Linked DNA regions of Mus musculus: regions 1, 2, 3 and 4 are each linked to region 5. The links are chromatin contacts, called in public Hi-C and HiChIP or PLAC-seq maps. All regions are on one chromosome and are shown on one strand. The core of a region is the stretch at or near the end of the contact, and the rest is flanking DNA. Distances in the headings are between cores, read along the strand shown. Region 1 has its middle 46 kb from the start of Gm33059. Region 2 has its middle 37 kb from the start of Gm25623. Region 3 has its middle 66 kb from the start of Gm25623. Region 4 has its middle 79 kb from the start of Gm33059. Region 5 holds the start of Cnr1 (cannabinoid receptor 1 (brain)).

Region 1 (2,700 bases), core at 21-2,520, 190 kb before region 5:
CAGGCTTATTCATCAGTCACAAAACCCAGTCCTTCGGGGCCTTTCAATTTTGTTACTATTTTCTTTGATCCCTTTCCCACTGCCTTGGCTTACTACATTTGACCTCTCACCTGGCCTATTCTAGCAGTTTTCTGATTGGTTCTCCTATCTCACTATACTAGGATTGATTGCAAGTGAAAGAACACTCAAGCAGACACATGTAACATAGAAATTTAAGATGCTCAGTCTGGGATGGGCATGGCACATCCTCTGACTGTCTCCTTTTCTGGCAGGCCCTCTCAATGAATAGGTTAATGATAGCTTAGTTCTAGGCTTATAGAAAATTTTTATTTTCAGCTGAAAGAGAGTCTATTCTTTAGCTGCTTCAAAAATCTCAAGGTAGGCTCTGTTTGTCTATTTACCATACCCTCTGCCTAAGTGAGTCAGGTCAAGGTGTTCTGATGTAGACTTTGTCAGCTGGGAAGGGTTTATTAACAGAATGGAGAAAGTGGATTTGGAAATCCAATTCCATGAAATATTTCTAACACAAGCTCTGCCCATGGACCTGAATGGTCTGTATATTGAACCATGCCATCCTCAGGTAAACCTTCTCTTTTTCTAACACCTTAATGTCTAAATAACATAGGTAGCTCTCTGAACAGTGTCTGCTTCTCCCCTTCCTTTGTTTCCACACTGAACTCCAAGGCTCATCTCAGAGCATCCACGAGCTAGCCCTGTCTTGATTGGCTTTCTTTTCTTTCTGGAGGGTCAACTTCTTAAGGCCAGGGACAGACACTTTGTGTTCTTAAATACACAGTTGGTACAAAGGAATATTTGTTGAATGACTGAATCAAAAAAAAAACACAATAAAAGTTAAATGTTTATTAAAGACATGGTAGAGAGGACAGATCCAGGCTGGTGATATTCAGAAATTTAAACTACATGGACAAAGAGTCAGAGGCGAACAGTCACTTTGCATGCGGCATATGACTATTATAGTAGTATTCACAGGCTACTCTGTTAATTCCTTAAGTGAAGATGATTTTAAGGGATAAATCTGACACCATTCTAACTGTTCTTTCTCTTCATGTAGCTGTGGTGGCCTGAGAACATTTCCAGGGCTGAGCTTCCATATGTTACTAACCAAGTCTGGGCAGTGAGTGGTCACTGGGAAACTGCGAGCATGGATCGCTCTGCTTCCTGAATCTAAAATGCCCCCGAGTGTGAGGTTGAGACGGAAGCAACCACTAAGCACGCAGGCTAATGGCCAAGGTCATTTTCCCAGGGAGGCTGCAGTGCAGCTGTGTCCAGTGCCCTGGGCAGGACTTGAAAGAGTGCTGGTGCCTCCCTATCGCCAGTGTCTGGGAGTAGGAGCCCCTCCTCCACGCTATGGGTCTGCTTTGAACAAGGTCCAAAGACAGCTCCCCTTGAAGAGTGAATGCTAAACAATTCCACCTTTTCCTCTAGGGGATTATTCAAAGGACATTTTTCGTTAGGACTTTTCTAAGAATTTAAGAATGGCTAAATTTGCTTTCGATCGGCTTGACGGAAGCTGTAGATAACGGGGGTTGAGGTTGGATCACTCTATCAGTTTTTGTCCTGAATTGACTGTCTCTAGAGTTCAAATCCTCCTGGAAAATGCCAAGCCTCAGTTTCACTGTGCTGAGCTAAGAATGGAACTCGGGTTTCTTAATTCCTCAGCCAGAACTCCATCTATTAGAACACTGTGCCTCTCAATTGTGTCTTAAATTAGGCATACAAATGAATTCACTCACACTCTCTCTGCCTACCAAGTTCCTGCGAGGAACTTCTCAGCACTTGGTGACACAGTTGGGAAGACTTTCCTCAGCCTCCCTGGTTAAACTCTTCACAGGCTTGGGTCAGAGAAGCTCAGATGGGAAAGCTGAGCCTCTGTGAATCTCACAAACTCTGCAGTTACCACCACATCCCCTCTCCCAGTCACCAGTCAGCCTGCAACAAAGGAAGTGCACCAGGGGCCTTGCTTAATCTGTTATCCCTGTGCAAGCTGCAGAGATTTATACAGGGAGGAAAGAAACTTGGATGAAGCCATGCATGGAGGCTCGGGGCTTGCCATACCCTTCCTGAGTGAGGCTTTAATGATTGCAGCAAATTCCCTGCACTGTTCTGACCTGGCTGCCTAAGGGAGCTTAGAGCAAAGTGCCTTCAGTTTATGATGAGTCTACCTTTGTTTGTTTGTTTGTTTGTTTGTTTGTTTATGCATTCCATTTTGGCCATTTGAAGCTTGCTGGAGAATTGGGGGGGGGGGGCACACCACACAACAAATCCAAAAGGAGAATATAAATATATCATTTGGAATCTTGCATAATATCAGCCAATGGCAACAGCAGGTTTTTGACAGGCCTGCGAACTTCCCCAAAACAACATCCTGCCAGCCTGGCTGTGATTCAGGCATGAGTCAATGCTGTGAGATGGGGTTGCTGCCAGCCGCTTCCCCAGCCGAAAAATGGCCTCTCCTCCAGGCCCTGGTAGTCTATTAACATTTAGAATCTTGCCTGGATGGGCTTGTGATTAACAGCACGCTCGTCCCCCTAAGGTAACAAATAATCTGGGGGACTCTTCTTTCATCATCGGGATAGTATTGGGACAAAGAAAGAAAAATGTCTCCTCACAACACAGCTTTGATGGGAAGGGAGCAGTAGTAGTTTGCACAGCTGATACTGTTATTAGAGAGTGGAGACA
Region 2 (2,700 bases), core at 160-2,659, 200 kb after region 5:
CCTAGTGAGTCTCACAGACTTGCAGACTTTGACTAAAGAATCACTGATACATAGAAAAATTGTGATTTCTTGAGACTTTAGTATTTATTGACATTTTTTGAAAATAAACTAAATGTAAATCCCAAATGCAGGGGCTCTATTTCTTTTCTTTTTTTTTTTTTTTTTTTTTTCAGTATATGTGGCCGATGAAAATTTTCAGGTTTAAAAAAAAAATCAGAATTTTGGAAATTTTCTGTCCACCATCATGAAATTAGAAGATTTCCGTTGTTTAAATTCTTTCTTCATGTGATCAGTATTGATGCTTATATGAATTTTTTGCTAAAAGTGAGATCTGTAGAAGCCCAGCAAGACCATTTTCTGAATGGTCAATGTATGTATTTACATAATTCCATATGAGTCAAGACACATTCCAAGTACAACCTGGACACAGCCTTTATGGTAAAAGCTCACTGACACAATGGTTCATGCTTTGTCTTAAAGAGGTTCATGGTAGTCCCAAAGAAAAATACTTTTCAGTTATCTAAGACCACTAACATACACTTCTCTTCTGTGTGGGGACTCGTGCTTCGGACACTTTAAGAAGAACAGCACATGATAACACTCTGGTTCACACACGGGCATGAGGCCCTGTTATCTACTAATCAAAAGAATAATTGCCAAAAATATATATAATATAAAACCTCCATTCTCAGTATAAAGTTTTGGCTTTGGCCACCATGACATTTGATGACTTACTGCTAATGTAAAATGAATTAATATAAAATTAATATAAAATAAGTTGTTTCATATTTTAAATACTTCTAACATCACAAATATTTATACATGTACTTGTCATAAACCTCTGTGGGCTGTTGGTAAATTTTAAGGGTTTGAGTGGTGACTTAGTTTCTACTCCTCAACTTCTAAAATGTATTGGTGTCTGTTGGCCCAGAACATGGGTCACATACAGGGTCGGATGGCTCTAATAGGAGTATACATAAATACTTTAAATTTTATAAAAGTATGTATTTTTACATTTTGAAACAGGAGATTTTGTAATTTTTAATACACCTTATGGAATTGATATAGAAATAGTGTTTCACTTGTCACAATTCTACATCTTCTCCATACATTTATTTATGCTAAAAATAAATTTAATGGAAACTGTGAAAGACTATGAGAAACCCTGGCACCAAAATAAATTTTCAGAAGCAAGTACTGCATTGTCTTATTTTTCCAGCATTGGGCTTTTTCACCTAAAAAGTTATACACTATATTCTTCTTCCTTACATACACGCTGCTTCACAATCTGCAGTAACAGTTTGAAGATCTGTTTCACTCCGAGTTTTTGTAAGCATTTGCTAGTTACACAACTCGCAAGAGTGCTTGGAGAAACAGAAGACATTACTCACCCTTTACTGTTATCTCACCTTCTGGTATCAGCTATTTCAAGCTCTTGGGTTCGTTTAAGCTGGAAAACACCTCAAACTCACGCTGTGTCAGGCACTGACTAATTATTCCTCATCCCCTTTGCAACTCGATGGAAAATGACGGTGGATCCAGTGTTAAAACACAATTCAAGGAGGAGAGAGCAGAAGCCTGCATCTCAAGAGCTGGATGCCTCTCGGATACAGACCTAGTTTTGTATTAAGGTGCTAGAGAAGTCTCTTAGTGTCTCCAGGCCTAGCTTTCCTTATCCACAAAACAAAGAGCTAAACTAAATAACCTTCGAGTTCAAAGAGTTTGATTTCAGCAGCTTCTCAGATGCCCACCTCCATATCCCCTCTAAAGGGAAGAGAACATACGATCTCCCTAAGACAGCAGCCGGCCTCCACCTTCAGTCCAACCAAAGCCGTTCTTCTGCAGTGTCGCTTAAACTTTAATTAAAAGCCAGGCAGACGTGTTGAATGGGTGATAAGACATGGCTGCCTGAGCTCTAGGATCTATGGATTCTATTTCTGGCCCTGCTGCTTTCTCAAAACACACCATGTACCCTTTTGGAAACCTAGAGTTCCGGACAACATCATTAGTCTACCTCACAAGACTGTTGTGCGAAATAATTTGCAAAAACAGCACTGTAAAAGGAGATTGCAGAATGAAGCCTAAACATGCTGAGCTTTCATACCCTGTCCAACTAATAAGGCTGCTTTTAGTTGGAAAATCCTTAAGAATATAACTACTTAATCAATATGGCACCGGCAGTCTGACAAATTAGCATGGAGCCACAGGCCAGAAACCTGAAAAAAAAATTAAATTAGTGCTTAACAGAAATTGGACTACCAGCAAGATAGTTTCTGGAAATTTAAAATCCAATTCAGAAAGCTAGAACAGAGCTCTGTCTGTCTTCAAGGACAGGTGCATGTGATAGCCAGGTCTACTCTGACAGACACATCCCTTAATCATGAGTCAATGTGGGAAAGCTAACAGGAGTGTCATCAGAGTTTTACATCCATCTGCAAGACTAACTTGCTAAATAAGCTTCATAGTGGATTTGAAAAAAATACTTCTCAAATGAAAAGGCATTGCTGTTATTATTCTATTTAACATTTTACTGTGTCATTTAAAATGGGTACTTTAAGAACTATGGGCAGGGTAGATTGTTCTCACGATTGTGTCTCTTTTCTCTATTCCTATACAAGACATTACAGAGGTTGACAAAGAACATATAACTGCGGCATCCATGCAGGTCAGAGAGACAGCTGGAGCAGTCAAGTTCTGCTG
Region 3 (2,700 bases), core at 176-2,675, 230 kb after region 5:
TTTGTTTCAGACCAGTGAATCTCTATTGCATATGATACTATTCTGGTAGATATATGAATTATGCATTCACCCGAACTCATTGACTGTGCAACACCATTTTTGGAGTCTATCCTGAAATAGGGGCTTGAGATGATGGCAACATGTATAAACAGGCAATATTGGGACTAGGAGATGCTGCATGTATGTATAGGTATATGTAGGAAATCTATCTTCTCAATTATTGTGAAACTGAAATTGCTCTAGAAACAAAGCTTATTTTAAAAACAAACAGTCCCTGAACCCCACTCCAGGCTCAAATGAGACTTACTTTACTCAAATGAGACGTACTTTCTTCGATATTTACCACCACCAAGTGAGTGCATCAGAGTCCTGAGAATCCCTGGCTAACATTCTCAGTTTTCATTAGCTCTTAGGCATAGGAGTGAGATATTTTTGTTTATTCTCCTCTCTATTCACCTAAAAGGAACATTTACTCTCCCTAAAGATCCTCTACAAAAGCAGTTATTCTTTCCTGGAAGAGAAAGGAGTTAGCCCACAGATGAGTGGAATATAAAAGTCATATCAATTGCTCATGTGTAAGAAGTTTTCACTTTTAGGGATGTAATTTTTTTTCCCCCTGATTTGGGTTCAGGACCCAACTTTGCACTTCAAGATTTATTTTTAAATCAATTGCCTTTCAAAACTGTTTTGATTGAAGTAATACTTTCTGAATTGCTGTCTGGAATTAACATTAACACTTAATTTGAATGTATGTGCTGTTACAAGGGGCAGCTGTGTCCTTAAGCTTGAGGAAGCTCTGTCCTTGTCGCTTCCCTTTGATAATGAAGTGAACTGATAGTTCACTTCCAGGGGGAAGATGGCTTTCCTTTCAGCTGCAACTGTGTGGATTTCAAATGTGGTAATTAGAACTTGGCAACTGTTGTCTCAGCTGTAGTCTATACCTCCAGGAGAGAGGAAAAAAAAAAAAACTTAGGCTTATCATAATGTCACACGCTTCTAAATTGCTAGAGATTCCATTAAATTTTCAACTGCTGCACAATAACCTTTACCTGGGCACCACGTTACTTACACACTCTCAGAGGTTTCAGAGGTGATCTATCACTCTTCATGAATATAACAGCTGACAAAGTACAGAGTACTGCGTTTGATCTTAATAGGACTTGAAAGATATTCATCAGACTGGAGTCTTGCGAAGGTTCAGCAGGAGATAACCAAATTGTGAAATGTTACGTTTGAAAAAAACAGAGATTGACAAGCTCCCAGCTAATCCCATTTTCTTGGTTTAGAGGACATTTGGTATTACTCTGATGGAAACATCTCTGCAAATGAGGATATCATAAAAGCTCTGCCTAATAAGCTGTACTGTTTCCAGACCCTCGGGTCAGACTGAAGCACTCTAGTTTCTGTTGCCATATGAATGCCAGGAGCCGGGATGGGAGTTTCAATTTCATTCCTGAGCTATAAACTCATCCTTGCTAAACAGATTCTGCTATTGTGCCTGTGCTGTGGGATGTATGTGGTCATTAGGATAGCATTGAAAGGGAAGGGAGACATGAAGTCCTGTTGAAATCGAGCGTGCTTTAGGAATGCTAGAATATTTCTAACTTGCGGTATGCTAAGCATGTGTTGGTGGGAATGTGTGTAGAACCACTGTGTCTGGACATCAAATACTAACAAATATCTTTCTGACCTTCCAGTAGAAATAAAAAGATTTTATGGTTGTCCTTTCTCAAATAATGTACATATTGAGGATTTTATTAACCCTAGACATGGACTACTAGCAAGTGGGAAGGAAATAGTGCCCTAGTGTGTATATTCAGTCATAAAATTTAATGGGGGAGCTTTTATCATTTTATGTGACTGAGGTAAGCCAGGGTGTGAAAAGTGGTTGTGGTGGTGCCTTAGAACTTGAAACTCTGATTATTTTAAATACTTTGGGTGTCATAGTGTACGGTAACCCCAACAGCAAGCACCCTCGAGCGTTAAGCAATGATATAAGCAACTCACATATACAAACCCAAAGGGACTTGACACACTGGATGCTGAACCAAGACCACCAGAAATTAACTTAGCAGGATTTAAAATCCTATATGTGGTTGGTTTTTAATTCTCATCTTGACACAATGTAGAACCTGGAAAGAGAACCTCAGTAAGGGGTTGTCTGGAACAGGTCAGCCTGTCTGGGGTTGTCTCTACTGTGCTGATTGCAGACAAAGACCTTCCCACTGTGGATCCCACCATTCCCTGGGTTACAATAGGCGTGAGGCACTTGGTCTTCACTACTCTTGAGTGTGGATGTCATAAGACAAGCTGCTTTCAGTCCCTGCTGCCTTGGCTTTCCTGAGGTGATGCAGTTGTGAGCTACAAACATCCTTTTTTTCTCTCAATTGTTTTTTGTCAGGGTATTCTATCACAGTAACTGAAAGGAAAGTAGAACACTATGTTTGTTTGTTTGTTTGTTTGTTTGTTTTAAAGCAACCACACAAATATAGACGAGAAGAACTGACTAGGATGCATTTTCTTAGAAGAGTATCTTAGACTGAGGGCTGTTTGTGCATGCTCTAATGTTAAAGCTGATTTAAAGCAATGTATAACTCTTTGGTAGATTATAGCTGACAACGCACTCACACATCTATTGTCTTATTTATTTTCCCTAGTATACTGAGATAAGTGGTTTAATTTCTAAGCATGAATAATGGG
Region 4 (2,700 bases), core at 86-2,585, 220 kb before region 5:
AAAGGGATCTGCAACCCTATAGGCAGAACAACATAATGAACTAACCAGTATCCCGGAGCTCTTGACTCTAGCTGCATATGTATCAAAAGATGGCCTAGTCGGCCATCACTGGAAAGAGAGGCCCATTGGACACGCAAACTTTATATGCCCCAGTACAGGGTAACGCCAGGGCCAAAAAGGGGGAGTGGGTGGGTAGGGGAGTGGGGGTGGGTGGCTATGGGGGACTTTTGGTATAGCATTGGAAATGTAAATGAGCTAAATACCTAATTAAAAATGGAAAAAAAACAGATATTCATATGAGAGAATAATTGTATTTTATTGTGGTATCATACATGCATTTTGAAGACAATACAAGATGAAGCTCACATTTAAACAGAAGCCCTAACTGAAAGCACAAAGCTTCTAAGAGAAAAACATGAGATAATATTATTTCAATATTGGGAGACATAAAGATCTTATATGTATTCTACAGTATGTTAACCATAAGACATAGAATAGATAAATTTGATTTTATTGAAAATTCATTTATAAAAGGTATCACTAGGAAAATGAAAACCATATCACAGATTGGGATTAAATCTTTCCAGCCCATCTATCTATTGATATACTTGTATCCAGAGTATGTCAATCATTTCACTAATCACAAATATCTGAGTTTAAAGACTGAGCAGAGCCTCAATTCACAAGAAGGAGAAGAGGAGGAGGAGGAGGAGGAGGAGGAGGAGGAGGAGGAGAAGAAGAAGAAGAAGAAGAAGAAGAAGAAGAAGAAGAAGCAGCAGCAGCAGCAGCAGCAGCAGCAGCAGCAGCAGAAGCATCTAGCTGTGTCTCATTGCAGTACACACAAAGCCAGACTGTTGGTCATTGAGGTAACTGAGACTCCCATATACTGCTGGTATAAGCTGAAAATGCCACTATTACTGTGCAGGTTTATTTGTTGATGTTAAAAAATATGTTTACTTCTTGACCTTGCAATTAAAGCCCGTTTATAGCTAGATGAAAATACATGTCTGCACACAGACCTTTACAAGGCTGCCCTTTAGGTGGCTTTATTCACATTTGTTTCCAACGGGTGACAACCCAGGTCTGTCTCCAGGTAAATGAATATCAATCTTTGCTACTGATTTATTTAACAACATGGACAATGAGGAGGGAAAATGACAGACAGAAAAGAGGACATTCTGTCTGGTTCTACTTATGTGAAAATGAGCAAACAACACAGTTCTAGGATTTAAAAAAAAAAATTAGAGCAGTGTTTGCCTCTGGGGAGGTGAACAGGCACTAGCCTGGCAAGGGTAGGAGAAACTCACTAGTCTACAGAAATACTGCGATTGGCAGTGTGCACTGGTGTGCACATTTGCCAGACCTCATTAAATATAAAATCTGTGCCTTGTGCATGTAGGAATCTTTCCAAGGAGGCCCTCATTATATCTGCCTCTTGGTTTTCACAACCCCATAGCAGGACCAGATTTGCTCTGCGTGACCCAACATTACTGCAGAAGTGGTGTTGTGACCTTGGAGCTGGCTTTGAGCCACCCTGTGGCTTCTGCCTTGGTCTCGTTTTCATGATCTTTTTTTTTTTGGATAGCTTGTTCTGGAGAAGTTGACTGCCCTGTCTTCGGCACGTCAAGGAGTCTAGCAAGAGAAGCTTAACACACACTCCAACAACCAGTGAGGCTCTGGGGCCTCCCAACCACTCAAGCAGGGATCTGGGGAATGGCTATTCTAGTCCTCAAATGACTGATGGCTCACACACCTTCATGCCGCTCCTGGAAGACATTCTCCCGGAGCCATCCAGCTAAACTGCTTCCAGAGTCTCAGCCCCAGAAACTGTGTGTATTGAAAAAAAGCTGCAAAATTTTGGCAGTAGGTAACTGATATGCTTTATATGTAAAATGTGTTTTAATTTGAAATATTAGAAAGATAAATCAGATAAGAATATATAGTGTTGGTGTATCTTTTTTGAGAGCAATATCGGATCACTTGACCACAGTGATTTGGTATATTAAGTAGGGTTATCTCAAAGATCAGGATCAATATTATAAAAGGAGACATACTACAGACTTGCACAGCCAGGCTGTAATAATGTCTGTATGCTGGGGAGGCTGAGAAGCCAGCAGCGCTCAGTCCAGTCCAGTGCTGGATGCCTGGAAGTTCCCCCAGGAGTTGCTGATTATGGGCTGAAGAGGTTGGAGTGTAATGTAAATAGTGGAAGTGGCGGCAGAGATGGGCACATGGGCTCAGGAGGGAGTGCAGGCAGGTGGGCAGCACTGCTTCCCCCCCCCCCAGCTGTCTTATATCTGACTCTCTGTTGATGATGCTGCCCACGTTGAGGGCAGCTCTTCCCTCCTCTCAGTTGATCCTCTCTGGAAAGACACTCGGAAGTGCCCATAGGTCTCCTAGGTGACCCCAAATCCCATCCCATCAAGTGGGCAGCATCAACCTCACATTGGGGTAATCTGACTATTACTATGCATCTTTCAATTTCTTCTAAGTGTTGTAGGGTGCAAAACAAAAGGTTTTAATAAAAGCAAACTGTTGGAAATATGTTTTTCCCTGTGCTCAATCAGAGACCTATACCACCCAATGTCTGAATATAGAGAGTCATAAGCTTGGTATCTTGAGGTTTTTGTCTTATATTTTCATTTAGTATATGTTTTAAGTGTATGAGGGCTTTGTACTTGTCTGAGTGTTACATGTATG
Region 5 (2,700 bases), core at 93-2,592:
GCTTTCAGGCTTTCCTTCTCAGAGCAGTCTCTCCTCCCCGAATTCTGCAGCTTCCTCTACCCTCTATGTTGCTTCTTCCTTTAGGCTCACCCTCTGGGATCCTTGTCACCAGATTCAAAATAGGGGCCAGATACACTGAGCGTTTGGCTCTGGGTGGGGGGTAGGACGTCAGGGAGAATTGGTAAAAAGAGGCCTTGTAGGAAGCTGTTTGGGCTAGACGTCCTCGACTCTGAGCAAGGCTTAAAACGAATGCCAAGCTGCTACCTTGAGGGCCTAGGAACCTAACGTTGTGCCTACAGCTGGGCCCCTGGACCTGACTTGATGTGGCTCTGTCAGGTGGAAACCTTACGACTCGACTGGACCCAACTCTCCAGGGAGAACGAGGTCTAAAACGCAATTCAGCTGTAGCCACAACCGCCTGGTCCCCGGGGCCCGGGCGGAGAATGGCCCCCTCGGCTGAAGCTGCGGGCTGACGCTCGTGTATAGGGTTGCAATTCGCCGTGATAAATGTAAAGACCAATTAAGGTTTGATCCGTGCACACAAGAGGCAGACGGCGGAGTGGAACCAATTAACGAGCATGTCCCCTAATTCCTGCGGCGGCGGCCGGGCGCACCGCCGGTCCCCAGGCTCCCGCCCAACAAGAGCCCCCGCCCGCCGCGGATGCATCTCCCCGCGAGCAGGAGGTGCGGGGAGCGCCAGGGCTGGGGAGGGGGCGCCGGGCGCCCACAGAGCCGAGCTCGTGCGGCCACGGCTGGAGGCTGGGCGCGCCCGGGTGGTCGCGCGGGCCAGCGCGGGAGGCGCCCAGGCGACGCCGTCCGCCCCGAGGGCGGAGGGCTGGTGGCCGCGGCCAGGTAGCTGAGGACTGGAGGCGGCGCAGAGGGGAGGGTCGGGCGGAGACCTCACTTGGCCGGCCTTCCTGCCGCCCTGTTTCCGGATCCCGACCGCCCGGCGCGTGACCTCCAGTGAGGTCCTGGCAATGAGCAGCGCTGGTGATTAACGGCCCCGAGGTCGCGGGCAGTGAGGCACGCGTCCCCTTTGGCCACGCCAGGGTGGGAGGGCGCCAGGGAGCAGAGCAGGGTGAGGCCGCGGGGTCGTTGGTGGCAAAGAGTGAGGATGACACAGTGGGCGCCGAGCGCCAGGGCCGTCCCTCCTAGCCCCCGGGCCAGCGCCGCGGCGGGTACCGCGCAGCAAAGTTTGGAGCCGCGGGCGCCGCGCGCCGGTCCCTCCCCGCGCAGATCCCTTGGCGGAGTCTCTGCTGCCGCCGCTGCCAGGGCAGGACAAAGGCTCATTAACACGTGATGGGACCACGCTTCATAAATGGGACTGGAGCGAGAGCGAGCCAGAGACAGCGCGCGAGCTGAGGGAGAGGCAGGGACCTCAAGCAGGGCGCGGCGACGGGCGCTCGGGGTGGCCCAAGCGGGCGGCCCCAGGCCGGCCAGCGCGGTCAGTGGGACGCCGGGGAGAGCCGGAGAACGAAGCGGGCCTGTCCGAGCCCAGGGGAGCCAGTCCCAGGGGCCGTGGCGCACGGGTGCTAGAGGCCGGGGACGCGGGCGCGCAGACCGACTGACTTACTGACCGATCGCCGCGGGCACGCCCCGCTCCACCCCGCCCCACCGCGCCCCGCGCCGCCTCCCCTGCTCGCTCGCTGCCTCTACCTTCTCCACTTCTTTTCCGCCTCCGCCTCCTTCTGGCTCCCCTGGCGCCAGAGCCTCCCCCTGGCTCAGGCGGGAGCCTGGGCTGTCTGCAGAGCTCTCATAGAGTCTGGGGGCAAATTTCCTTGTAGCAGAGAGCCAGCCCCTTGGCTGGGCGACAGGTGCCGAGGGAGCTTCTGGCCCGTGGACCGGGGGATGCGAAGGGTAAGACCTGGCACAGTGGCGTTTGGGAATAGCTTTTCCGCCTCCCGCCCCCTCGGTACTGGCCAGTGGTCCCCTGGTGTCCTACGCGGAGTTCTTGCTCCGTGTTCCAGGAGAGCAAATCGTGCTAATATGGTGTTTACTTAGCTGTATAGTCCCAGCTTGTTACCTGTGGTCTAAGCTACTTCTGGAGGCTTCTACCATTTACAATTTACTGGATATGCACCTAGCTCTGCATACACTGATGTCTGTTTGTAGAAAATGTGTAATTGTGCATGTTTGGAAAACAGGCACTTGAGTTGATGCTTGACGTCTTTTAGCCTTATCAGAAACTAAGTCTTCCAGAGTCTCTGCACCACATGTAGAAAACGACTCAATTAAATACTAAATGTCATGTAAAGAAATCTATGTTAAATAAGGAACTTCTGATACAGAGCGATAGCTACAGCAGCCATCTCTGTTTAAGGAAAAACTAATATATATAGTATTGATACCTGTGATTGACTGTTATAGGAACATGAAACTAAGAGCTGGCACCAGACGAATGAAGTTGATGCTTTATTTTAAAAGGATGTTTCTTGGTTAAGGCTTACAAGTCACAAATGGAGCATTTCCTGAATGCAAATGTTTGCTATGATAGATGTGAGAAACTGTTGTTTGGTCATTTCAAAGTTTAAAGCAACATGCGTGTTTTTAATTGTAGTACATGGTTTATCTCTCAAAGGTTTCAAAGAGGTGAGAAAAAAATTTAATAACCTATCTATGAAAAAACCTATTTCCTATCTTTTAAATTTTTCTTCCAAATAGGAGCTACTAGCTCTTCCTGCCTTTGTTTATTTCTTGGCA

What was found. Hi-C and Micro-C count contacts between places; a contact is called where the count stands out from the background. HiChIP or PLAC-seq counts read pairs in DNA pulled down with a chosen protein or histone mark.
Region 1: a contact with region 5 is called in an H3K27ac HiChIP or PLAC-seq map of neural progenitor cells, with 8 times the contacts expected there. The contact joins the enhancer-like site here to the promoter of Cnr1 in region 5. A contact is called at or near these places in 1 of 39 promoter capture datasets (hippocampal neurons), 16 of 484 Hi-C or Micro-C datasets (Sertoli cells, brain, cerebellum and 8 more), 12 of 115 datasets of contacts at active chromatin or transcription factors (SST interneurons, VIP interneurons, astrocytes and 7 more) and 2 of 9 other capture datasets (adipose tissue and liver).
Region 2: a contact with region 5 is called in a Hi-C map of the N1E-115 cell line, with 9 times the contacts expected there. The contact joins the enhancer-like site here to the promoter of Cnr1 in region 5. A contact is called at or near these places in 3 of 39 promoter capture datasets (the 3T3-L1 cell line and the C10 cell line), 2 of 484 Hi-C or Micro-C datasets (the N1E-115 cell line and cerebral cortex), 4 of 115 datasets of contacts at active chromatin or transcription factors (craniofacial prominence, embryonic forebrain, embryonic hindbrain and 1 more) and 1 of 9 other capture datasets (pancreatic islet).
Region 3: a contact with region 5 is called in a Hi-C map of the N1E-115 cell line, with 5 times the contacts expected there. The contact joins the enhancer-like site here to the promoter of Cnr1 in region 5. A contact is called at or near these places in 4 of 39 promoter capture datasets (the 3T3-L1 cell line, the C10 cell line and cranial neural crest), 2 of 484 Hi-C or Micro-C datasets (the N1E-115 cell line and nephron progenitors) and 2 of 115 datasets of contacts at active chromatin or transcription factors (embryonic forebrain and forebrain).
Region 4: a Hi-C map of cerebellum shows a contact between it and region 5, with 1.6 times the contacts expected there. The contact joins the enhancer-like site here to the promoter of Cnr1 in region 5. A contact is called at or near these places in 4 of 39 promoter capture datasets (embryonic stem cells, hippocampal neurons, neural stem cells and 1 more), 1 of 15 datasets of contacts at CTCF or cohesin (large pre-B cells), 7 of 484 Hi-C or Micro-C datasets (cerebellum, cerebral cortex, embryonic stem cells and 2 more), 9 of 115 datasets of contacts at active chromatin or transcription factors (SST interneurons, astrocytes, craniofacial prominence and 4 more) and 1 of 9 other capture datasets (liver).

What each region holds. Positions count from the first base shown.
Region 1 is chr4:33,733,836-33,736,535 of GRCm38.p6, forward strand. No RefSeq gene overlaps it. Among named protein-coding and RNA genes, the nearest start is that of Gm33059, 46 kb to the right of the region's middle. Within about 2 kb of position 1,271, at least 67 of the 459 cell types and tissues checked have an H3K27ac peak or open chromatin away from gene starts, as enhancers often do. A contact at or near this core is called in SST interneurons, Sertoli cells, VIP interneurons and 10 more, where this site is marked.
Region 2 is chr4:34,121,757-34,124,456 of GRCm38.p6, forward strand. No RefSeq gene overlaps it. Among named protein-coding and RNA genes, the nearest start is that of Gm25623, 37 kb to the left of the region's middle. Within about 2 kb of position 1,410, at least 5 of the 459 cell types and tissues checked have an H3K27ac peak or open chromatin away from gene starts, as enhancers often do. A contact at or near this core is called in the N1E-115 cell line, where this site is marked.
Region 3 is chr4:34,150,711-34,153,410 of GRCm38.p6, forward strand. No RefSeq gene overlaps it. Among named protein-coding and RNA genes, the nearest start is that of Gm25623, 66 kb to the left of the region's middle. Within about 2 kb of position 1,426, at least 8 of the 459 cell types and tissues checked have an H3K27ac peak or open chromatin away from gene starts, as enhancers often do. A contact at or near this core is called in the N1E-115 cell line, where this site is marked.
Region 4 is chr4:33,700,811-33,703,510 of GRCm38.p6, forward strand. No RefSeq gene overlaps it. Among named protein-coding and RNA genes, the nearest start is that of Gm33059, 79 kb to the right of the region's middle. Within about 2 kb of position 1,336, at least 8 of the 459 cell types and tissues checked have an H3K27ac peak or open chromatin away from gene starts, as enhancers often do. A contact at or near this core is called in cerebellum, where this site is marked.
Region 5 is chr4:33,923,302-33,926,001 of GRCm38.p6, forward strand. Cnr1 (cannabinoid receptor 1 (brain)) reads left to right here and starts at 1,343. Exons shown (of 2, transcript NM_007726.5): 1 at 1,343-1,857.